Regions from separate parts of the Mus musculus genome. Here all the other regions are linked to region 2. The links are chromatin contacts, called in public HiCAR-type and HiChIP or PLAC-seq maps. All regions are on one chromosome and are shown on one strand. Each heading gives the region's core, a stretch centred on a gene start, on an enhancer-like site or on the middle of the called end of the contact. The rest is flanking DNA. Distances are from core to core; before and after follow the strand shown.

Region 1 (4,468 bases), core at 1,967-4,466, 1.3 Mb after region 2:
ATTTAGGGCAGCAAAGAACCAGAGAAAAGCAGCAGCTCAGAAGACACTGCAGTGGAGACGGAATATTGTGGGCACATGGAAAGATGGCACCCGATTCCATGTGGGAAAAAGTTCACAAAGAGCTCAGCTGATGATGACCTGGCTATTATGAATTTAGTAGAAAGAGAAGGACCTGGAAGCACACAGTCTATCGAAAAGGAAGCAATAGACAAGGCCAGATAGACAAGGCCAGCTCAGACAAGGCTCTGTACTTCCTAACACATTAAGGATTGTGGGACCACATTCTGAAGGCCTTTTCAGTCAGGTTCAGAGGTTTAATTAGAAAGCTCATTTACACTGGTAACACTAGGCAGCCAGAAGAACGGCTACCTCGGGGTTGGGGGGCTGGCTTAGTTAAGAGCACTTGTTCCAGAGGACCCCAGTACAAATCAGGCAGCTCACAGCTACCTCCAGCTCCAGGAAACCCTCGTCCAACCTCAGCCAGCAGACAAGTAACTACCAGTAACTATCAGACAACTAACTACCAGTAACTACCAGTAACTATCAGACAACTAACTGCCAGTAACTATCAGTAACTAGCAGACAACTAACTACCAGTAACTATCAGTAACTAGCAAGCAACTAACTACCAGTAACTATCAGTAACTAGCAGGCAACTAACTACCAGTAACTACCAATATTGTAAAGGAGGAAGTTTCTTCTTCAGGTTTGTCTGTTTCTGATTCTAAAGATCTGATGAAGGCAAGGTCTAAATGAAATACATCAAACATTTCAATATTTCACAAATTGCATATAGAAATTTCTATTTTTATTTAAAAGATCTGAAACATTTAATTAAGAGAATTTCCAGTCTTTAAAACTTGAGTGTATCAACTACCATAAAATATAATTTAAGCAGTCATCTAAAACTATGCAAAGTCACTAAACTTGTTTTGTTACCTTAATTATGTAAGACTGGTTTTCAAAATACCTTACCCACTGAAAACAAAATCCTACTCTTCAAATCAGCAGCTCATCTGGGTACTTCGCTTGAAACATGTTAATTTTTATAGAATATCATATTCGTCTGAATTACAGACATTAAGAAAACAGTGATGTATGTTTGTTTGTTTGTTTGTTTGTTTGTTTTGGGTGACATGGTTTCACTAGATTGCCAAGGCTGACCTTAAACCTTTCTATTCTCCTGCCTCGGCCTCTCAAATGTTGGAATTCCTGTCAACTAATATGAGTTCAGGTTTCTACCACCAAGTTCAGCTTTCTGATGTAGGAATTTCCTCCAAGGTTTAAGGGAGCAGATAGTCTGAAGCAAAATAAATTACTTATGTTTCTAAATGTAATCTTTTCTTTCTTTTTTTAACTATCCAGTCAAATTTGTTACACTGTTTCAGTTTTAAATACTGTTACAAAACTAGTGCAAACATGCGGGGGGGGGGGGGGTCTTGAACCAATTCACAAATAATAAAGTTAAAGCCCACTTTAAGTAAAAAGCTCTGGACAAAACTGAGACTAAAGACTACAAGTTGTATTGTTATTTAAATTTCTAAAAACAAACAAACAAACAAAAAGTATGGTTAATTTATGGAACCCACTTTTGGAAAATCTTCCTCTACCAGTCAGTCACCAGTCACAAACTTATCCCAAAGGTAAACACATTTCCCACCACGTGAGCGCTCCGCTCCGAGACAGTTACTATGCCATCTCATTTGTCACAGCAGGCTTTGCTCTTCAGCAGCTTCTGAAGGAGACGGTGACACCACAGGTAACAACACTAATTAAAGGGAGTCACTGTCCTACTTTTCCAAGTTAGGTAATTGAAGTCCTTGAAAGTGAACTGATCCATAAACTAAACCTGCTTAAAGGAAACTTCAGTGACTTTCCAAATTCCACCACGCATTCACATCCCTTATCGCTCAAATCCCCAAATTCCATCATCTCACAAAGCATAGCATTCTGTCCTCTAAACCCTTTCATTTCTTAAAACAGTAAAACCCAAATACTAACCCGGTTTTATATAACCCGATTTCAAACATTTTGGGCTATGTACTTCCAACGCATCCATGCCAAAATAACTTAAGCGAATTTTATGAGGCAAGGACCTTTAGCAGTAATCATTTACTGTAATAGCTTAGCACTTACTAAGAGCTCTCTGCACATCAACTATTTCCCATCTCATCGGTTCTCAATAGGCTTGAGACAAATACTCTCCATCAGACCCATTTTGCAGATTAGCAAAATGAAGCACCAAAATCGTGCCCAAGGTCACAAACCCGTGGGGCAGGATTGGAATCAAAGCAGGAGGGCAGAGTTCGGAGCCCATGCTCCAAGCGCTTTTACAAGTTAACATTTCACCCTGGACAATAGCCTAGCAAGAAATGGTAAATGCTCAACGCTAGAAAGAGCAGTAAGATCCCTGTCCTACATCCACGTTCAGGGCTTCCATGACTTTGACAAATCAGCTACATGGCCTCATTTACCGAATGCACAAATGTAACTCTTATGCCAGGGCAAACAAATTCTGTATCTTTCCAGGAACAGACGGTCCGCAGCGGCCCAGGGCGTACACACTAAGTTGCATCTGGGAGCTTGGAGGGACCCCGAACTATCCCGCAAAGGAAGCTGGGCGGAGCAAGGCTTAGGCTTAAAGGCTGGAGCTGCCCAGGCGGGCGTCCGCGCGCTCGCTCGTGGCGACATAAACAAGGGAGGAGGCTGCGTTCTTCCCCGCACAATAAAGGCGCGGGTCCGGGGGAGGCCGCCCTCCCGGAGCCGCCGAGGCAAGGCCCGACCGCGGCCCGCGAAGCGCGCGGCTGACCTCCGCCATGTTGGCCGTACACCGGGCCACACAACAAAGACTGAGCGAGGGCGCGGGCCGTAGTCTCGGCGCGCCCGCCCGCCCTCCGCCTCCCGGAGCCGCCGCTGTCGGCTGGGCCCGCCCGGAGAGGCCGAGACAAAGGCGCCGCGGCTCCGCGAGGGGACCCGCCGGCCCTCCCCGGGCCGCGGCCAGCTCCTCCCTCCAGGCCGCCCGCTTACCTGTGGGCGGAGAGCGCGCCGCGGACCCCGGCCCCGTCTAACGCGCCCGGTCGCCAGCTGCCGCCGCCGCCACCGCCACCGCCACCGTCACCGCCGCCACCGCGGGCCGCGCCTCCACCTCTCCCGGCACCGAGACCGACGGGACACCCTGGGCCGCCGCCCTCGAGAGCGCGCCCGCCCGGCAGCCCGGCTTCCCTGCCGCCGCCGCCGCCGCCCCGCGCGCTCTCGAGCTCGCCGCGCGCGCCCGCTAAGTACCACACACTGCGGCGGCCGCCATGAGCGGGAGCGCGCACCGAACCCGGCTGGGCGGGGCTTCCCACGGCCACGCACGCGCAGAAGCGGCTGGCGGCTGCTGCCCGCACTCGGTGGCGGTTGGCGTCGAGACGCTTCGGTTACCGGAGCAGCGTCCCGAGCATCCCCACGAGGCGGCTGCGCTGTCTCGGGCCGTTACTGTGGGATTGACTGGGTTCGCGCCGTCCTCTCTCCGGGTCCGCGGTCTGTAGCGGCCTCCACGACCCCACTCCTGGAGGAGAAGAGGGCCGCGCCTCCCGGTAGGCTCGTTGAAAGCTGGCCAGTAAGAAGCACGCCTTTAAGTCCACTTTCCCACTCATCTGGGAAGCTGATGTTGGGGACTGTCCACCCTGCTGCTTTAGGTTAAAAAACGGAGCCGTGCACTAGGCAAGCAGAAGCAGGATCTTCACAAGTTTGGGGCCAGTCTGGTTTATACAGAGTTTTCTGGGACTTCCCGGGGAGACCTTTTATCCAAAATAAATGAAGACCTCATCTCAAGGGTTACGGGTGCTTTCGTGAGGAGTGGTTGCCTGGGCTGAGACTCAGTCCCCAGTTGCGAGTGAAGGGGTAGAAACCTTTAGATTTGATTCTGGGGTGTGGGATTGTGTGGAGGTCAGAGGACGAGTTGCGAGTGCTGGGGGTGGAGCGCAAGTGGCCAGCCTTGGTGGCAGGGCCTCTGCTGAGCCATCTCGCAGAGTCCCCGTTAGTCTTTCCATGGATGCCTCTGTCTGACTAGGTTAACCGAATGTAAGGCGTTTACAAATCCTGAGCAGATTTTCAGGGAAGAACTGTAGAAATGCAATGCTGTGAGAAAAGTACTTTTTCTATGGGGTTTCAAGAAAGGAAGAAAAGTCTCCTCTCAGCCTTCCATCAGCACAAACTCCGCCCTCTTCCAGAACTCAAATTTGTTCTCAATGAATGTTCAGCTTTCCTCAATGTATTTGTAATCTGTGCTTGTGTTGATATTTCTATTCTCGATCTAGTATCTCACTGTAGCCCTTCCTCTGAGACCATTAGCACAACCAAACAGTTGAGAATGTAAATTAATTAAGTTAAAAGCACCATATACTACAAATCTGTTGGTCCCCAAAGCTCAACAGCCAGATAAGGAGCTTGCATTATGTAGGTTCATGAAGATTGTCGATATTAG
Region 2 (4,488 bases), core at 940-3,439:
GTACTGCTGCCTCCATTTCACACATGAGGAGGACAGTGACATGCTTGAAGTCAGGTGACTCAAAAGTGGTTGTGTGCAATTATTCTCAGCCCACCACCACCTCAATTTCCTGCTTCTGTCTCCCCTATACTGCCTCTCCCCTACACTGAATAAATAGTGTCTCCTTTTCCCAAGTTTCATAAGACAAATGTGTTTGTTGCGACTGTGCAAACTCTGGGCTGTTTGGCCTCAAAACTCCCAGAATTACAAAATGTTCAAGACACCAAGGGAAAAAGGAGGCCATTTAACTCAATTTATTTTGCAGATAGGGAGTCTGAGGCAGAGGGAAGGAAATCAACTCCATCATGTCCTCCATCATGTCTTCCATCATGTCCTTCATCATGTCCTCCATCATGTCCTCCATCATGTCCTCCTTGCAGAAGTTTGTGGCTCAGCCTGTTAGCTTACATTTCTTTCTTTTTTATTTTTTTTAAGGAATTTTTTAAAAAAAGATTTATTTATTTTATTTTATTTATATGAGTACACTGTAGCTGTCTTCAGACACACCAGAAGAGGGCATCAGATCCCATTACAGATGGTTGTGAGCCACCATGTGGTTGCCAGGAATTGACCTCTGGAAGAGCAGTTGGTGCTTTTTTTTTTGGTTTTGGTTTTGGTTTTTGAGACAGGGTTTCTCTGTATAGCCCTGGCTGTCCTGGAACTCACTCTGTAGACCAGGCTGGCCTCGAACTCAGAAATCCCCCTGCCTCTGCCTCCCGAGTGCTGGGATTAAAGGTGTGCACCACCACGCCGGGCACAGTTGGTGCTCTTAACCGCTGAGCCATCTCTCCAGCCCCCTAGCTTACATTTCTACCTTTGCACCAATTGCACACTCAACCTAGTCTTGTCCCAAGCTTGCTCCGTGTAGTGGCTATTCCTGGTTTTCAGCTTGACTATATCTGGAATGAACTGCAATCCAGAATTAGAAGGCTCTCTGAGGCATAGTGGGTATGAATCCCAGAAGATTAAGACAGGGAGATCTCTGAGTTCATTGTTATCTGGGATTAAAGGTGTGTGCCATCACACCTTTAATCTGGACTATGCCTTCTGCTGGAGACCTACATAAGGACATCGGAAGAAGGAAGATTCACTCTTCTTTGCCTGCTTACCATGTGGGACTGAGCAACTGCTAGATCCTTGGACTTCCATTCACAGCTGCTGCTGACCATTGATGGGGAGTTGGACTACAGAATGTATGCCATCAACAAATTCCTTTACTATATAGAGACAACTATATAGCTGTTGTTTACTGTATAGTTCTGTGACTCTAGAGAACTCTTTCTAATACACTCCGCATGTGCAAAATGCATGTGTGGAGGGATCTACTGGCTGGATACTTTTGCCCAAAGTAATTGCCACCATGTTCTGTGTAGTCAACAAATATTTACTAAGTGCCTATATAGTGTTAGAGATGTTGTGAAATCAACGGACAGAAACAAAACAAAACAAAATAAAAACATTGTTTTTATCCTTCTGAGTCCTCTAGAAGTATCTAAATGAGGTAAATTTTAGATGCTAGGAAGGCTAGAAAGAAAATAAAATGGATACAATGGATGTGAGGTGGGCCTTCGGATAGAGAGGTGATGCAAAACTGTAGCACTTGGTGTGTGGTCCCTTCCTACAACCTCCCTACCCCCATCCCCCCACCCCACCCTCCCCATACACAGATTTTTGCTAACAAGAACGTTGATTCTGAGAAGGAGACTGGGTGGCATATCAAGTTTCAGTGGCCCTACTTCCTAACCAGCTGCCCCTGAGTGGCTAGGAGAACCATATGGCTGGGATGATGAAACTCAAGGCGAAGAGTGCATCACCACGCATCCCACGTCACTGTAGGTGTCCCGAGGTGAGGGTGAAGGGAGGCGGGGTGTGCATCTAGGGAGAAGCAGCCAAGTAGCAAATAAAAAATTCCAAAAGCCTCTGGAAAGGACAGTCGCTGCCTTAAAGTAGGGATTCTCTGTCACCAAGACCCCGCCCAGACGACCGCTCCCCACCCCCCGCCCAGCCCAGTCTGGCCTGCGCCAGGCTTTAGAGGACTTGTAGTTTATCCGGTTCATCACTGCAGTGTTGATACGGTCAAGACAACTACAAGACCCAGAAGTCAGCGCGCAGGCCCGAGGCGGAGTCGGCGGCGGTGGGTGTGCGAATACAGGGAGCCAGGAGGTGCTGGTGCCAGGCGCCAGGATGCGGTGGCCGGCCACCGGGTTTGGGAGCAGCCCAGGCTCACCTTAACCGGAGCGGTGCGGACGGTCCCGCGGCGACAGGCACGTTGCATACCCACATTAGGCGCAGCTCCGGCAACCTAGCGGTGTAGCGTCTTGGTGCTGCAGTGGCAGGGTGCAAGGTCCCAGTAACCAGAGGGTGGGAATACAGCCCTGGAGCTAGGCTGGCGCTGCCGGCCGAGAGCCTTGGGTTCTTGGGGGACTGGTGTCCACCTGGGGCTGTGCGTGACGTCTTGCTCTCCTTCTTTCTGGGCCAGGGCTAATCTCGGCAGGTTCGCGATGCAGCGGGCAGCGGTGCTGGTGCGGCGGGGCTCCTGCCCCCGCGCCTCGGGCCCCTGGGGCCGTAGTCACAGCAGCGCTGCAGCCGAAGCCTCGGCGGCGCTCAAGGTGCGACCGGAGCGCAGCCCTCGAGACCGCATCCTCACCCTGGAGTCCATGAACCCGCAGGTGAAGGCGGTGGAGTACGCTGTGCGGGGACCCATCGTGCTCAAAGCCGGCGAGATCGAGATGGAGCTGCAGCGGGTGAGCGCAGGGCCTGCGGGGGGCGAGGCCAGGGGGCGTTCATGGCGGGAAGAACTGTGGCAAGCTACTTTGGGGTCCTCCTGAAGGACCTCCAACCCTCCGAAACCCCCCACCCCCTCGGCTTTCAGCTTCTTCTTTGTGCCATTTTTGGCTAAAGCGAGAGAACGCCCCCTCTCTCTCCCGTCACCCACCAGTGCCCCGCATCTGGCACAAAGTGAGGCCTTCGACGGTTCACTTGTTGAATTGTGCCCAGTTATTGAGCGGCCTCTGCTGCCAGGCACTGCGTGTTCCCTAAGTGCCCTACCCTCGTGGATCCCTTGGAAGGGGGAAAACAAGCAAATATAGAAGTGAGAGTTTCAGATAGAGAATAAGTAAGTTCTTTGAAGTGAGACGAAGGGGCTGGGGGGGGGGGTGGCGAGGTGAAAACCCTGTTAAGTAGGAGCGGAGGGAGGAAGGAAGACTGTGTGACTGGCTGGTTTGTTCCCGAACCCTTTTTTCTGGCAGAGGCCTGCTGGGTGTTTGCCAGCCACAGTGGCTTGACAAGACCGGGACTCTGGAAAAGAGATGGGTAGAATTCCTTATTTTGTACCCCGAGAACCTTTGATTGCTATAGTGGGAGAGTTGGGTCCTTATGACCTTAATGAGGTGAACCTGGGACTTCATCTTGGTGATACCAGCCAGGGAGGCTGGCTTGAACTTAGCTGTGTCTCCCTGTCCCAACTAGGGTGGTTTGGCCGTATGTGAAACCAAGTTCTTTGTTCTGGGGCCAAGGTCTGACTATGTAGCCCAGGTTGTCCTCGACTCCACATCCTCCTACCTGCACCTGCTATGCGTCGGGGTTTACAGGCATCCAGGCACAGAACACAATGCCCTGCTAAGATACTGGGTTTTAAACTGGGTGAGATTTGGAAGGCAGAGTCAAGAGGGAACATCACTACTAAGATTAAAAAGAAAACGTTAGCTGGGTGGTGGTGGCACATGTTTTTAATTTTAGCACTTGGGAGGCTAAAGACAGGCAGATCTCTGTGAGCTCTAGGCCAGCCTAGTCTGCAGAGTGAGTTCCAGGACAGCTAGGGCTACACAGAGAAAGCCTGTCTGGAAAAATCTTAGGAAGAAGGGAAAGAAGGAAGGAAGGAAGGAAGGAAGGAAGGAAGGAAGGAAGGAAGAAAGAAGGGAAGGAGAGAAAGAGAAAGAAGAAAAAGGTCACCAGATCATTCTGATTCAAGATGTGGATGGATGGGAGGGTTTCTTGATTTTGTTTCCATACTCAGCAGATCCCAGTGTCTGCAGAGTAGCATGGTCACTCAGTATCCTTGAGTATGTAAGAAGAACTCTTAGAATCTCTCTCTTCTTTCCATTGGAATTTTTTATGAAGCCTACCTACATCAGATACCCAATTCTACTAAAAACGCTGTGTCGGATCCATCAGTGTCTATTGCTGACTCTTTGCAGGGCTGAGTTTATTTATTTATTTTTTTAGATTTGTTTTTATTATTTTAAAATATGTATATGTGTGTAGTTATGTGCACATAAGTGCAGGTGCCCATGGAGACCAGAGAAGTTTCTTGGTGGTACAAGCTTAGGCAGGTCGATTTCTGAGTTCAAGGTCAGCCTGTTCTACAGCTACACAGAGAAACCCTGTCTCCAAAAACCAAACCAAGCAAAGCAAATCAAGAGTTGGATCTTCTTGGAGCCGAAGTTCCAG
Region 3 (4,898 bases), core at 130-2,629, 1.1 Mb after region 2:
TTACTCTAAAAACAACTTTTGTGTGACAATTACATGGTTCTGCACAGCTGTTTGGGGTTCAGTCTACAAGAGGCTAGACCTCTTGGCTGCCTGCAAGGCCATATATCATCCTGGAATGACTCTTTTTCTTTGGCCATATGTGTGACTCAGTTAAGACCCTGTCCTAGGAGACCAAGAAAATAATAAAATCAAAAAATTAATTTATTAAACAAAAATAAGTCCAGACATTAGTATGCACACAAAACACTTGTTGCTTTTAGGATATGTATGCATGATAAAAATAAATAAAGTTTTTTTAAAAAATATGCCCCAAGGTTTTTAAGATGGTCATAGTTTCCTCATAAAATACCTACCATGTTCAGAGCCCTTGGTCCAATCCCAAGTACCATTTTTAAAAAGACACCAGGAATCTCAGAGTATAAGTCCTCTACTCTCCAGATAAGACTCTTAATAAAAAGGTAAGTTATTGTATATATTTTTTCTTTATATTACTCCCAAAGTCTATCTCAAGATATCTACACAATGCATACTTGATGAGTGTGTCACAACCAAGATCATCACCTACCAGTTCACCCTCCCTCTAGACCTCAGTGACTCAGACCACAACCTAGAATCTATCATCCAAATTGTGACCTTCTACAAATAATTGAATGCCCCTTTTTTAAAAGTATCTGTTTAAAATACTAATAAAATAAAGCAAAGATGGAAGCAATATCACAGACTTAAGAGATCCAGGAGATAAACAAAGTGAAAAATTAAGGACGATAGTAAAACCCACCAGCTTGGGAGAAGGTCTATGGATTAGGTAATGGTAATACTAATTTCCTGGGTTATGTGAACCATGGTTATGCAACATAATAGGGAAAACCGAGTGAGAGGTATAGGATACTTGTTAAAATATAAAATCTATTCAATAAAAAGGTTTAAAAATGTCTAGTGCACACCGTCCTTCTCAACATTCCTTCCGAATTTAAATGCAGGCACTGTTCATGCTGTCTGTGCACCAGGTTTGCTTGTCGTCTGGCATCACTGGTTCAGAGAGAAGGGCTGAGCGAAGCGACAGAAATTGGGTATCTCTGGGCTAGCGGGGAGCGGAGGTGTTTAATGTAGGGACCAGCCTGGGGATGCAGCCAGAAATTGAGGGGTTTGGGTCTAGGGGCGGAGCCAGAAGCCGCTACGCTTTAGCTTTGGGGGGGGGGGGGGGGGGAGAGTGACAGACCGGAAGGCTTAGCCGCTGCGGCCTCCGGAAGGGTTGTGGGCGGGCCCGGAAACAGCAGCACATGGCCCGGGGGCGAGTCCGAAGCGTCCGGGCAGAAGTCTGGGAGCCTGGAGAAGGGGCGGGGCCGGAAGCGGCGGCAGGCCTGGGGACCGGAGCCTGGGGAAGGGGCGGTGCCGGAAGCGGCGGCACTCAGGCCTGGGGGCGGGCCGTCGAGTGACGGCTGCGGTGCGTTCGGCGAAGGAAGTGTAGAGTTCGTACTTGGGAGTCCTCCTGACACCTCTGGTGTTGACGACCAGTGGCCATGTCCTCCGTGAGCCCCATCCAGATCCCCAGCCGCCTTCCGCTGCTGTTGACCCACGAGAGTGTGTTGCTGCCTGGCTCCACTATGCGCACAAGTGTGGACACGGCCCGCAACTTGCAGCTGGTGCGGAGCCGCTTGCTCAAGGGCACGTCGTTGCAGAGCACCATTCTAGGAGTCATCCCCAACACACCCGACCCGGCCAGCGACACGCAGGACCTGCCACCATTGCACAGGTAGGCCCGCCGGGCACTCGGAGGGAGGCCCTCCGGGACTCGCGCCCCGGCGGCCTGTGAGCGGAGTTGTGGCTCAAGTCTCCCCAGCGTGAAAAGTGGGAGGGACGCTTTTCGCCAGTGACCGTTAGTGAGCCGGATCAGTCACGGAGCAATGCCTGACACGGGTGGAAACTCTGTGCAGTTCATTTGCTGCCTGTTGCTGGTGCTTATCTGATGTGAATTCGTGTCCTACATAGCCTTCTTCACCGCCCAGCGCCCGGGCCCCTCCCCCATACCACCTTTCACCCTGTCCCCTTTCTTTCAGTCAACCTCCGGTCATGTTCTCCAGCTGAAACATTATAAATCTAGATCTATCTATCTATCTATCTATCTCTCTCTCTCTCTCTCTCTCTCTCTCTCTCTCTCTCTCTCTTTCTTTCTTTCTTTTTCCTGCTCATGCCTAAACTACGCAGTTAACTTTTGGGTGCTTTGTTTTACATGTTGTTACCTATTTTCTCTATTCCCCGACGGCCTCCCCTTCATGAAGGGCCATTCCTGTTAGCATTTTCCTTGGGGTCTCCCACTACAGTCTTCCCAGCCTCTAGGCTCACCTTTGCTCCTTCCTGGCATTTTTATCTTAGGCCCGGGGGATGTCACTGGATAGCCCTGTGTCCCGGCTCTGGTTCGTTGACTTGGGTGGTAGATTTCACCTGCGTCTGACTCTTCCCCTGTGATTTCCCATGTCTCTTAGGTGTGTCTTGAAGGTCCATCTGTGCAGACTGGTTTGCCCCATGCTTCCCTGGACTGCACAGTGATTGTGCGTATAGAGCACTTGAAGTGTGCATGCTCTAATATGAGTTTTAACACTAGAGTGCATGTGTGCCCAGAAAGGCTGTCAATTCTAGGCAGCTCAAGGCAGTTGGTCACCCTAAATGTGTCATAAATGTACAGTGCACACTATAGTTTGAGAAAACGTGAATTTCCTTTTTCTTTTTCGAGACAGGGTTTCTCTGTGTGGCCCTGGCTGTCCTGGAACTCACTCTGTAGACCAGGCTGGCCTTGAACTCAGAAATCCGCCTGCCTCTGCCTCCCAAGTGCTGGGATTAAAGGCGTGTGCCACTGCCCTGCTTAATTAATGTTACATAGAATAAATGTTACAATGTTAATATTCTGACCACTTCACCTAAAATCACCTGTGGATACTAAAATCACGAGTATGGCTTGTATTTTTATTGGACAGTACTAGTCTATAGTGTGTCTTAGCAGATGTTATCTTTAAGCTCTTTTCTCAAGTTCTTGCTCAATGTATTGATACTGAAGAGCAGGTTGGAGAGCCTCCTTCCCCTCCTTATTTTCAAATGAAGGGTTCCTGGCTCTGAATGGATTTCATAAGTGTGACTGACTACATTAGACAACTTGGAGCTTTTCTTCATGTTTCCAAAGGAGGCCTGTAGCTCTTTAAAAACAAAATAAACAGTAAAGCATGAAACAAACGCACAACTCAATAATGGTTTACATTGTATCATCATGGAAAAAAAAAACTGACACCCATTTGAACTATTCTTGGCTGTTGCCTAAATAAGATTGGACACTATAAAGTTTCAGTATTTTATTGTAGCAAATTATATTTAGTACTAGTCTCCTAGCATATTACCTCATTCCTTAAACCTCTGTTTATTTCTCCCATATTATTTTACAACCACTTAGTTGAGACAGAAATTCTCGTGATTAAATTTTTTGTTTGTTTTATTTCTTGGGGGGCATTAGAGATTGAACCTATGGTAGGTACTCTACCATTAAGCTATAGCCTCAGCTCTTATTTGTATTTTTTTATTTTGATACTGAGTCTCAGTAAGTACTCTGTGCTGGCTCTGAACTCTTCTGTAGCTCACTCAAGTACTGCACCAGTGATCCTCTTGCTTAGCCCTCCAAGAAGTCAGTGTTACACACCTGTGCTACCAGGTCTACCTTGGTTTGTTTCTAATGTATGCTGGATAGTTTTATGTCACCTTGACACCATGTACAGTCATCTGAGGAGGGAAACTCAATTGAGAATATGTTTTTATAAAATCAGGCAGTAGGCAAGCTTGAATTTATTCTTCCCTGCTAATTCTTGAACTGGTAGAGTAAACAAACCTGATCAGACATTTAGACGTTGTGCCAGCTAGTTTTATGTCAACTTGACACAGCTGGAGTCATCTGAAAGGTGGGAACCTCAATTGAGAATATGTCTTCATAAGATACTTTATAAAATGTAGGGCATTTTATTTAGTGATTGATAGGGAATGGCCCAGTCCATTGTGGGTGGTGCCACCCCTCGTCTAGTGGTCGTGGGTTGTATAACAAAGCATACCATGGGGTGACCACTCAAAACAGAAGCAGCAGTGGAGTGGAGCCAACAGGAACATTAAAAACAACAACAACAACAACAACAACAAAAACTGTCTGTGTGCTTCAGAGGGTGGTGCTGGAGAAGTGGCCCTAGCTCCTTAGAGGAGCCTGGAAGAGCATGAGGGAATCCCAGATAACTGGACATTGTGCTACTTAGACCTTTGGAATTTGCTTTTGCTATGTTCAATTACAACTGTGCCCTGGTTCTTCCCTCATGAGGTAAGAAAGTACTTAACTTATATTTAGTTTTATAGGAGCCCACACTTAACAGATTGAAATGTAAAAAGAGATTTTAGGTTTAAAAAAAAACTTAAACTGAATTTTAACGTGTTTGACTTGTAAAAATGATGGATTTTTAAAGTTTGTAAAATGTTTTCTATTGTGATGTTGAGGTTAATATGTGATCTTGGGGATGTACAAGAAAGGAAAAGTAAAGTGACATGTTTGTGTGTTAGGTTGGCAAGGGGTCAGTTGTCCTGTTATGTCCGGCTATGCCAACCTGATACAAGCTAGAGTTATCTGAGAGAGGACGGGGGGGGGGGGCGGGCGGGGGGACACACCTCAATTGAAAAAATGTTCCATAAGATCAGGCTGTAGAGCATTTTCTTAATGATCGGTGGCTTACCAATTCTTATCCAGGGCCAGGTTGGGTGGTTCACAACTGCTCAGAACTCCAGTTTGAGGGGATCTGGTTGGCCTCTACAAGCACTGGCATATACTTGAGATGTGCACTACACCCCCCCCCCTTGCACACACACACAGTTATATACATGTA
Region 4 (4,744 bases), core at 585-3,084, 1.2 Mb after region 2:
CTCAAACTTAGCCCATTACTTATGACTTTAGCCTTACTCCAAGTGTTTGGACACAGATAGAACATAGTCACATTCTTTGCCAGAATGTCACACTGAGGGCCTAGTGCAGTTCCCAGTAGTAGCCTTTGGTTTTTTCTAAAACCTCATCAGCCCACTTCTCTCTCTCTCTCTCTCTCTCTCTCTCTCTCTCTCTCTCCACATTCCTATTAACACTGTAGTTGTCCAAGTTTCCATCAGAATGGCCATGCGCTTGCAGCATTCTACAGCATCTCTAGCCCACTGCACCAAAGTCTTCCAGATTTCTTCTACAACCACAGCCCTGTCTGTAACAACAGCTCCACTTTGCCAGATCTCTTGTGGGTACCCGACAAGAAGCAATTTAAAGGAGCAGAGGTTTCTTTTGGCTTGCAACTGGAGAAGGCATGGTCATGTGCGCTCCACGGCAGCAGAGCATAGAGACTGGTTCCTCCTGCCAGTGGTCAGAAAATAGAAAGACAAATGCTGGTGAGCACGCCATATGTTTGAATTATGGAACGTTTTTAGTATAGATGAGCTCTGAGCTTACTAGTGTCTAAAGGGCTATCCTCTGCAAAGAGCTCTTACCCCTGCTCCCTCTGTGCACCAAGCACCGAGCCCAAGACTACACTTGAAAAAGGTCAGCTGTCCCCAGGCAGTGGCTCCATGTTGTCTTGAACTTCACCCATATGCTCTTATCCCGTCTGGTGACAGTAAAATGAAATCCAACAACAGCAGCCCCACCTCAGCAGAGCTCACAGAGCATGTCACAGCAAGGCAGCCGACAGCTGTCTGTGTCTCTTCCTTGCACTCTGTGGTCCGTAACCTTTTCTCCCTGTATGACAAATGATAACCTACTTTCTCTTCTCCTCTAAGATCTAATGCTGCTGAAAACAGTCACTCACAGAAAGTCTACCATTTCACAAGCCACAGAATAGCCGACCACTGCACATTTTTTGTGAAAGAAATCCTATGGAGGAAGTTAGGAAGATGAAAAGACTTTGTAGGATCCATTGAGCTAAACCTGGGATGAGCATTACAGTCATGGTATAATGACATATGTAAGGAGACTTCACACTTCAGATCGTGTGCATTGCACTGTGGAATCTACAACAGACTTGCTTTGTAATTTTTATAACCCCATAGAAATAGGTAGTGAGGGTCTTGAGATTTTTTTCATAGCTCAACTTGTCCTCTTGTCAACAAATTTCCTGTTACCTGTGATTCATGTGTGAAGAGATAGCCAGAAGAGCCTTCACCCTAAAGGTCACCCTGTGTCATTTAATGATCTCCTCATAATGACCCCAGTTAGCACAAGCGAGTTAGTGTAAGGCTGCTGCTCTTACACATATTTGATAGCCACTTTGGAAGAAAAGTTAGAGGAGGGTGCCTTAATTTCATGATCTGTAAGAGTAGAAAAAAGAAAAGAATGGGGAAATCATAGCAAAATAAATATATATAATACAATTTTGGCTAACTGTAATCACTGTATATTTCTTATTAGTGTACACAATAACCACTTTCACTGGGAGTATGAAAGGGGTCATAAAAGAGGAAACAGTTTAAGTACATTGTAAGATAGCAGACCAGACAAGCCCAAGGGAAAACAAGACTAGAGTTTTAGTCTGCTTTCTGTTGCTGTGATAAACACCATGACCAAATTCAACTTGAGGGAGGAGAGGGCTTATTTGGTTTATACTTCCACGTCACAGTCCATCATCAAGGGGAACTGGAGCAGGTGCTCCAGCAGGAAGCTGGGGGTGGAACTGACACAGATACCATGGGGAACTGGGCTCACTCACTCAGCTTGTTTTCTTACATAATCCATGGCTACCTGGATGGCATGTGGGGGGTGGCACCCACCCACAGCAGGATGGACTCTCCCACATCAGTCTTTTATCAAGAAAACAAAACCACAGACATGCCCACAAGCCAATCAGATGCAGGCAATTTCTCACTTGCGGTTTCCTCCTCCCAGGTGACTCTAGTTTGTGTGAAGTAGACAAAAACTTATCAGCACGCTAGCTATGAGACAAAGAGAGGCACAGTTTTCTACAGTTTTTAAACGTTTTTATGCCTACCATGGTAGTACATACCATGTTCTCAGCATGCAGAAAGGGCAGTTCTCTTTTAGTTTGAGGCCCACCTAGTCTATATAGCAAATTCCACACCAGCCAGAGATACATAGTGAGAGTCTTGTCTAAAATGAGTATATTAATTTAAAATCTCTGTGTGGGCATATATGTGTGCATGCACATAGGAGTCAGAGGACTACTTCATTTAAGGGAGTTGGTCATCTTGTTCAACCATGTGGGGACTGGGAACCAAACTTGTCCGGCTTGGCTGCGGATGCCTTTACCTAGTAAGCCATCTCACCAGCACCATAGAGGTTTGAGGCGGGGTCATTTACTTAGTTTTTTGTGTTCATGGATGTTTTGCCTTTTTTGCCTCCATGAATGTCTGTGCACCCCATATGTTCCTGGCACTTGAGGAGGCTAGAAGAAGCATCAGACCCTCTGGAACTGGGGTTACAGAAAGTTGTGAGCTATCATGTGGGTGATGGGCAAATACTCCCTAAGGGCTTTGAAAGACCAGTTCCTCTGCCTGTGTACAGGTAAAAGGTCTGTGCCTGTAAACACAAAGGACTAATCTGGTGGCATTCACTGTGCCTCCCATTTCTCTTTACTAGTAATGAATTTCCAAACCAACAGCTCTCTTGGAACTTCTAAATAAATGTTTCTCTTAGGTTGCAAAGAACATGTGCTGGAAGATGCAAAACCTGAATCCATCAGTGACACTGCAGACTTGGCCCTGCCACCTGAAATGCCAATTCTGATCGACTCCCATGCCCTGAAAGACATCCTGGGGCCACCACTGTATGAGCTGGAGGTGATGATTCTCATATCTATGTTTACACTGGTGCTTGCTTGATGTCGGACAGCTAGAGCTGGGGTCTCTGAAGCTAAGTTCTGGAAAATTTAATGGAAAATTTCCCTGTGTAGTGTTACACTTAGGTACTTAATGTGATAGTGTGGCTCTTGAATGGAAGTGACCCAAGTCATGACCTCTTATGGGCACCCATGCTGGCTTGACCCTGAGTCATCCCTCCACTTCATGAGTGCTCAATGATTTTCCAGTCATCCCTCCACTTCATGAGTGCTCATGCTCATTGATTTGCGTACGCAGAAGAGTTCTGTCTTTTATCGTATGCATTTCAATCAAGGATGTCCTGTTGTCTTGCCCACCGAGGGCTTAGAAAGGAGGCAGCAAATCAGCCCTGATCCCAACTACTTGAAAAACACAGACTACTACCAGTTCCAACCTGGTAGATAACCATCAAGGGTTAAACTATATGCTGCTCTATTTCTGTTACTGTTTTTTTCTGCTTTTCCCTTTCCTACGTCACCAAAGACCAGAAAGCCAGTATGAGCTAAAGCAGCAGATGGAAGTAGCTTATAAAATAGGGTGCTGAAGGTATTTGTGGTATTTAGATGGTGAGGTGATTCACAGGTAAATTCCTAGGAAAGATCTGTAAAGATGTCTATGAGGGCTGTTAAATTGTGTATAAGGCAGTGTCTCCAGCAAAAATTCCAAATCATTACCAGTGACGATAGTTTTTCCCAAGGGCTTACAACAAGGGAGAAGAAAGACTCCCCAAACTCATCCGCAGCGGCCTTGTATTACGTTCTGGACTGGCTCCCCACAAAGCTCCCAGTTGCCAGAACAGTCCTTGTTTATTCTCGCAGTGAATCTCAACGTGAACCATACAACCCAAGGTGTTATTGGGGTTGTTTACATTCTTAAGATACTATGAATTTGAATTTTTAAAAAACTGAGCTTAATTTTGGTTGAGAAAAGAAGTTGATGTGCTTTCTCGCTTGTTAGTTCATAATGAAGACAGCGATTCTGATCCCAAGTGTCATGGCCTCTTTCTCTAGACTTTCCATAGATAGCTCATTCCAGGGCAGTGGTGGCACACGCCTTTAATCCCAGCACTCGGGAGGCAGAGGCAGGCGGATTTCTGAGTTCGAGGCCAGCCTGGTCTACAGAGTGAGTTCCAGGACAGCCAGGGCTACACAGAGAAATCCTGTCTCAAAAAACAAAACACAAAAACAAAAAAAAGCTCATCCCAGCAGCAATCTGAGCACTTAAACTATATTAAAACAAAGGCTTGATACACGTTACACATTATATAACCTTCTCAGCAGATTCTGGATTCGGATGCATTTTTGCCATTGCAGGAGCTCTGACAGAGATGTAGCAGGAAGAACAAAAAGGAGGAATTGTAAACATGTCTTAGCAGCACTCTCTGATATCATCTGATTCTCTTTACAGCATCTTAGCTATTACATGTGAATACTTCTACCAACTTAGGTAGTTTGCAAACCCCACTCTCTTGTTTTCAAGCCTACATCCTCTCCCTAGACAAGGGCCTTGCCTCTCCAGGCTCCCTGCAGTCTGGCCCTTGTGGCTGTGCTCTTGTGACCAATGTCCTTTCCCTTGAGGTGCACTGTCAGCCCTGGAGCATACTCGCAGTCATATCCCTGTAAGGCTTGCCAGAGCCTGACTAGGATGCCAGGGACAGTAACGTGAATGTAAAATCTTGGTGGGTCCATAAGTCTTCCCCTAGACTAAAAAGGTCACAGAGAACTCTGCACATTTGAACATACCACTGTTTCAGTCATGTAATGTAAAAGCAAATATAAACTTGGCTACAATTAGATATGCA
Region 5 (4,786 bases), core at 1,619-4,118, 1.0 Mb after region 2:
CTAGACCTGACTTCCAAAAGTCATTATGTTTCAGGCGCTCTGCTGGCAACCTCACGGACAGTTTCTCACTTCACCTCTGCAGGGCTCTCTGAAGTTAATTCTATCATTTCCCTGAAGTTAATTCTATCATTTCCCTGAAGTTAATTCTATCATTTCCCTCCTCTGTAGATTAAGAGACTAAGGTTAAGAGTGCCCAGTTTTATGACCTGGACATTGATGACACCAACGGACCTGCTGTCGTGGAAAGGGAAAGTTCATGAGGCCTCAACCTTACACAAAGGACCACAGGCAACTAAGGACTGCTGAGAGCAGCAGAAATCGTCTTCCCCAGGGAAGGGCACACCGATGAGCTATTCAAAACCAAATGGTCAGCCTGAAAACATGCATACAAGTAACACTGTATGGATCGAACAGATTGCATTTTTATATTTAACAATACATACACAGAATATACACAACAACAGCAAGTAAAGCAAAAGAGGTCATGAAAGAGAACAAGTGTGGGGTGCACAGGAGGTTTTAGAGGAAGGAAACAGAATTTGGGAATGATGTGATTGTATGATAATATTAATTAATCAAAAGAGGGGACAATTTCTTGCTCACAGTGACCCCAAAACAAAAAGAAAGGATGAATGCATTAAAGGTTCTCTTTCCCCACTTTTATTTCATCTGGGTCCCAACTCAGGAGAGGATGCTGCCCTCATTTAGAGTGGGTTTTCCTTGTTGGCAACTGTATCTGGGAATGTTCTCAGAAAGAACCCAGTAGAGGGTTTAGACCTTCAAGGGTCTTCATAACCTGGTCAAGTTGACAGTTGGCATTACCCTGTGTGAGCACACTCTACAACACACCACCGTCCTCGCTTCCCAAAGCGATAACCGCTGTTTTACCACTCCTCCTCTATGCAGACAGGGGATGCCTAGCATGTACTCCCAGGTACACAGCCAAGGGAAAAGATGGTAAATACCGTTTGTGTCCACAAATTCTTCTGTTTCAGGTTCTTTTCCTTCGTCCTTCTCATCTCCTGAAGCCAAGACTAGGATGAGAAATTGTATAATAAGTAAATGGAAAGGTCTGTGTCCACTCAGGATCCAGGGGCAGTGAGAGAGAGGGGACTGTCATCTGACTGTACCAGCGTCTTCATCCCTCTGAGCTGGGCTCTCCTTCAGGGTCTCCACCATGGCTACATTGTAAATGTGCTCTGGATCCTGGAGATAAAATGAAATGACTTCTGAAAGTGAGCCAACAGACCTGTCCCAGGCAGAAAGCCATGAGGCGGGACTCTTAATCCCACTCACCAGGCAGGTGTGCAGTTTACCTTGAATTGCAGTCCCCGGAGGTTGTGGATAAGCTTTGCATAGCGCCCCCTCTCTTCCATCAACTCCTTGTGGGTGCCCTTTTCACAGATCTCTCCATCTTCTAACAGAATGACCTCATCACAAGACTCCAGGAACTGCAGAGACAGTGCATCCATCCACAACAGCACTGCCTCGGTAAGAAAGAGCTCACACCAAACTCCCAGCCTGCTTTCCCAGGTGCACTGAATTACTGGGGTTTTCAATCCTGGCACTATTACCAAATAATCCCTTGTCTTCAGGGGCTGCCCTGTGCATTGTAGACTATTTCGCAGCCTCTCTGGTGTCTACCTACCAGTAGGATGTCTTTCCCTAGTTGTGATGAGCAAAATTGTCTGCAAGCACTGCCAAATGCCCCAGGGGTTGGAGCGGGGGCGGCAATTGAGAACCACTGAGCTAGTCCCCAGTCTTTTCAGTACAGAAGCTGGACTCTGGCTGCAACAATGAGGCAATCAAAACTTCCTTCGATTCTTCTCTGTGAATGAGCTACCCCACTCAGAAATCTGATTGACTATTGTGGAGGCCAAGGTTTGGAAAAGACAGAAAACATGATCCCAGTCCTGTCAGAAGCCCCACCCCACTGAGCCCGGGGAATAGAAACCGGGTCATAGGCCACACCCCCACCAGCTTTAACAGAACAATAACGATGTGAACAATAAATATCACAGGCCCTGTTTTTCTGATTCCGAGACCCTTCACATCCACACCAATCCTTGGATTAAAGAATTCTGCTGAGAGGGATGCCGTTTTATTTTGGAAGAAGAAAGGGCACTCCTCGATTGATCCACCCAACAAAGGGCAGATAGTCCCCTCCTAAAGGCAGGCAAAATGCTGTAAGAGTGGGAACAGTTTGATCTAAAGAAGAAAGCCATCACAGCAGGGCCAGAGTCCCGGATTTGCACTTCTACTCTGCTCAAGGCCAAAATCCCACTTGGCTAAACTTGATTCGAATCCTGCAAGCAAAGGCCTACCACTGATAGTTGTACACCTGATGGGGTGGGTGGTGCCCAAATGCTTCAACCAGAGCAGTTCCAGCAGCATGGATAGCTCTAGCCTCTGTCTCCCCTATCCATGACTGGAGCCCTTCCTCAGGCAGCCCAAGCAGGAACCTGGCTCCTACTGCCCAGTGGAGGGAGACACACCTTCTGCTTCTGACAGAACCTTTCCCTCAAAGACAGACTTGGACCTCAGGCATCATCCTCTGGTGTTCCACAGCCTGATCTTACATCTTATCTCCCAACCTCGGGCAGCTCTCAGCTCAAGAAAGCTGTAAGCTCGGTTAAGCCATTGATTCTTTTCACACGAGGAAAGGAAGCACACAGGGCCCACTACAATCTACAGGCTTTTCTGCCTATGTGTGGGACCACCACCCAGACTTGGGAGGGCCCCGAAAAGGTCCCTCTGGCCAGCAAGCCCTTGGCTCACTCTGGTGACACCAAGTAGCTTTGTGTAGCCGTGCTCTGCAAACACTTCGGAAGCTGAGCCCTTAGTAGATTCCAGCAGCTCGTCAGACTGCTGGCCTCGCTTTGTTTCCTCAAGTAAACAGATGAGTGGCTGTCATGGCCAGCTACTCCAAAGCATCTGAGGTCAGAGCAGCTAGGAAATGTTCTGGAAAGCCCCGGGGCTGCAGTTTGAGGCTGAGCCCTCCCCTCCCCCACAAAGAATGGGATGAAGAGTGTATCAAGATTATGGTGCCATCTGGTGGCCTTCTTCCTCTCCCAACAAGCAAAAAGTGAGCTAAAATGACCTTGGAAAGGTGTGACTGCTGGAGACTCTGGGAAAACACCAGCTTGCCTAAGATCATACTTCGGGCTAGTGAGTTTCAAAGATGGGCTGGGCATGTGGCTATGGTTTATCCTCCAAGAGGGGATAATAGAGGGACAGCTCTGTCTCACACCTGTCAGGACCAAGGCAGCATCCTCCAGGACCCAGGACTCCTCCGGAAGACAGTTCTCCCAGGGCAAGCAGATGCCACAGACTGAATAGTCACAGGCCAGGGCTATGGTAACCACGCTAAGGAATCTAGCTAGGCCACAGACCATTTCTAGGCAAAACATGGGATTCCAGACTGAATCCAGCCAGCCTTCTCCTTTCCTCAGCCCTGGCCTACAGAGGACCTAGGAGTTCTTGTCTAACTAATCTGGCTCATTATTTTATAGAGCTGTGGCTCACCTGCTAAAGAAACCAGATACTCACATGTATAAAATTTGAATGCTTAAAGCTTATTCTGGGGAGCTGTGGGGGGCTGGGTTTCCTGGGTCTTTGAGAGGCCCTCTCTCTTCAGGGTGGTCCTCCTGGCCTCAGCCAGAGGGTACCAACCTACAGGCTGCAAAGTCCTATAGCTATGGCAACCTTACTTGCTGCTTCAGCCTTCACACCTTCACCACCTCAATTTCTGATTCACTGAAAGGCAATGAGATCTGCTTCCTGCCCCCCAGACCAGGCCTACTGAACAAGAAGAAGGGGCTCTCTGCACCAGTGCCCCAACGGGTCACCTCCCAATGTCTCTGGGATGTTTTCTACTTTGAGGTATGCGTGCTCGTGCACACGCACACAAATACATACTCACGTGCAGTATATCTCCCAGACTTGGGAGATTAGAGAGAGAGAAAGAGAGAGAGAGAGAGAGAGAGAGAGAGAGAGAGAGAGAGAATGAGAGGGTAACCTTGAATTATCTTGGGTAGAGAAGGGGCCCTAGATTCCCACCAAGCATTCAGAACCTGTATGTGGGATGGATTCAACAAGGTCTGTGACCATGCAGCCAAATCCTCCAGTTCACTTAACATAAGCCCAGTCTCTTTCTCCAGCAAGATTCACCCTCCTAAGCCAGAGGGAGACTACTGTTTGAATGGGAACAGGATCTAAGAAGGCAGAAGAACCCTGAAGCGTTGCCCATTGGTCCTGGCCTCAGGAGCCTTTCCTGGGCTAGGGGAAGACTGGGGAGTCTGGGCCACTCATCACAAGAGCCATGACTTTCTGGGTGAGGAAAGAAAACAGAGCTTCCATGACCCTCAGACAAGGAACCCCCAACCTCAGGCCCATCAAGTCCCTACTGGAGAATGGGTAGAGCCTGACTTGTCCATGCCTGGCTCCCCATTTCCTTGGCACCAATGGCCCAGATCTCAGAGCCAATTGATCCTACACAATCTACCCAATGGGGGAGGAAAAGTCGTCTCCCCACTGATCCCAAAGACTAAGCCAAAGGAAGTCATACCCAGAGAGGAGCAGGTAGCAATACCAGGAAGCTAGGGATGGCTGCAGGACTCATCAGTGTCTCCTACCATCTCAATCCCCTGTTCAGGTAAAGCCACCTACTGGTGGAAATGGCATATTTAGGCAGAACAGGAGTCTCTTTGACCATCAAGTGCTGCACTCATCCCAAGGCCTCATGGACCACGCACATCCCAGTCACCTGCAACTGGTGGGTAACCAG

Evidence for each region. HiCAR-type assays count read pairs that join an accessible place to other places. HiChIP or PLAC-seq counts read pairs in DNA pulled down with a chosen protein or histone mark.
Region 1: a HiCAR-type map of astrocytes shows a contact between it and region 2, with 3 times the contacts expected there. The contact joins the promoter of Siah1a here to the promoter of Gpt2 in region 2. A contact is called at or near these places in 3 of 39 promoter capture datasets (cranial neural crest, embryonic stem cells and hippocampal neurons), 7 of 115 datasets of contacts at active chromatin or transcription factors (astrocytes, embryonic forebrain, embryonic limb bud and 4 more) and 1 of 9 other capture datasets (embryonic stem cells).
Region 3: a contact with region 2 is called in a HiCAR-type map of astrocytes, with 4 times the contacts expected there. The contact joins the promoter of Lonp2 here to the promoter of Gpt2 in region 2. A contact is called at or near these places in 10 of 39 promoter capture datasets (the 3T3-L1 cell line, the HPC-7 cell line, HPC-7-derived erythroid cells and 5 more), 9 of 115 datasets of contacts at active chromatin or transcription factors (the NIH/3T3 cell line, astrocytes, embryonic forebrain and 5 more) and 3 of 9 other capture datasets (embryonic stem cells, liver and macrophages).
Region 4: a contact with region 2 is called in an H3K27ac HiChIP or PLAC-seq map of regulatory T cell precursor, with 8 times the contacts expected there. The contact joins the enhancer-like site here to the promoter of Gpt2 in region 2. A contact is called at or near these places in 1 of 39 promoter capture datasets (hippocampal neurons), 4 of 115 datasets of contacts at active chromatin or transcription factors (embryonic forebrain, forebrain, large pre-B cells and 1 more) and 1 of 9 other capture datasets (liver).
Region 5: a contact with region 2 is called in an H3K27ac HiChIP or PLAC-seq map of stem cell-derived neural progenitor cells, with 6 times the contacts expected there. The contact joins the enhancer-like site here to the promoter of Gpt2 in region 2. A contact is called at or near these places in 1 of 39 promoter capture datasets (cranial neural crest) and 5 of 115 datasets of contacts at active chromatin or transcription factors (SST interneurons, astrocytes, embryonic forebrain and 2 more).

What each region holds. Positions count from the first base shown.
Region 1 is chr8:86,742,790-86,747,257 of GRCm38.p6, forward strand. Siah1a (siah E3 ubiquitin protein ligase 1A) reads right to left here and starts at 3,217. Exons shown (of 2, transcript NM_009172.2): 1 at 3,028-3,217. Gm10638 (predicted gene 10638) reads left to right here and starts at 2,910. Exons shown (of 1, transcript NR_027829.1): 1 at 2,910-4,271.
Region 2 is chr8:85,490,387-85,494,874 of GRCm38.p6, forward strand. Gpt2 (glutamic pyruvate transaminase (alanine aminotransferase) 2) reads left to right here and starts at 2,190. Exons shown (of 12, transcript NM_173866.4): 1 at 2,190-2,303; 2 at 2,519-2,783. The coding sequence starts at 2,541.
Region 3 is chr8:86,622,664-86,627,561 of GRCm38.p6, forward strand. It overlaps Lonp2 (lon peptidase 2, peroxisomal), which reads left to right and starts at 1,380. Exons shown (of 15, transcript NM_025827.3): 1 at 1,380-1,753. The coding sequence starts at 1,521.
Region 4 is chr8:86,706,172-86,710,915 of GRCm38.p6, forward strand. It overlaps Lonp2 (lon peptidase 2, peroxisomal), which reads left to right. Exons shown (of 15, transcript NM_025827.3): 12 at 2,762-2,904. Among named protein-coding and RNA genes, the nearest start is that of Gm10638, 37 kb to the right of the region's middle. Within about 2 kb of position 1,835, at least 70 of the 459 cell types and tissues checked have an H3K27ac peak or open chromatin away from gene starts, as enhancers often do. A contact at or near this core is called in regulatory T cell precursor, where this site is marked.
Region 5 is chr8:86,533,558-86,538,343 of GRCm38.p6, forward strand. It overlaps Abcc12 (ATP-binding cassette, sub-family C (CFTR/MRP), member 12), which reads right to left. Exons shown (of 29, transcript NM_172912.4): 13 at 4,766-4,786; 14 at 1,317-1,451; 15 at 1,131-1,206; 16 at 966-1,034. Among named protein-coding and RNA genes, the nearest start is that of Abcc12, 31 kb to the right of the region's middle. Within about 2 kb of position 2,869, at least 88 of the 459 cell types and tissues checked have an H3K27ac peak or open chromatin away from gene starts, as enhancers often do. A contact at or near this core is called in SST interneurons and stem cell-derived neural progenitor cells, where this site is marked.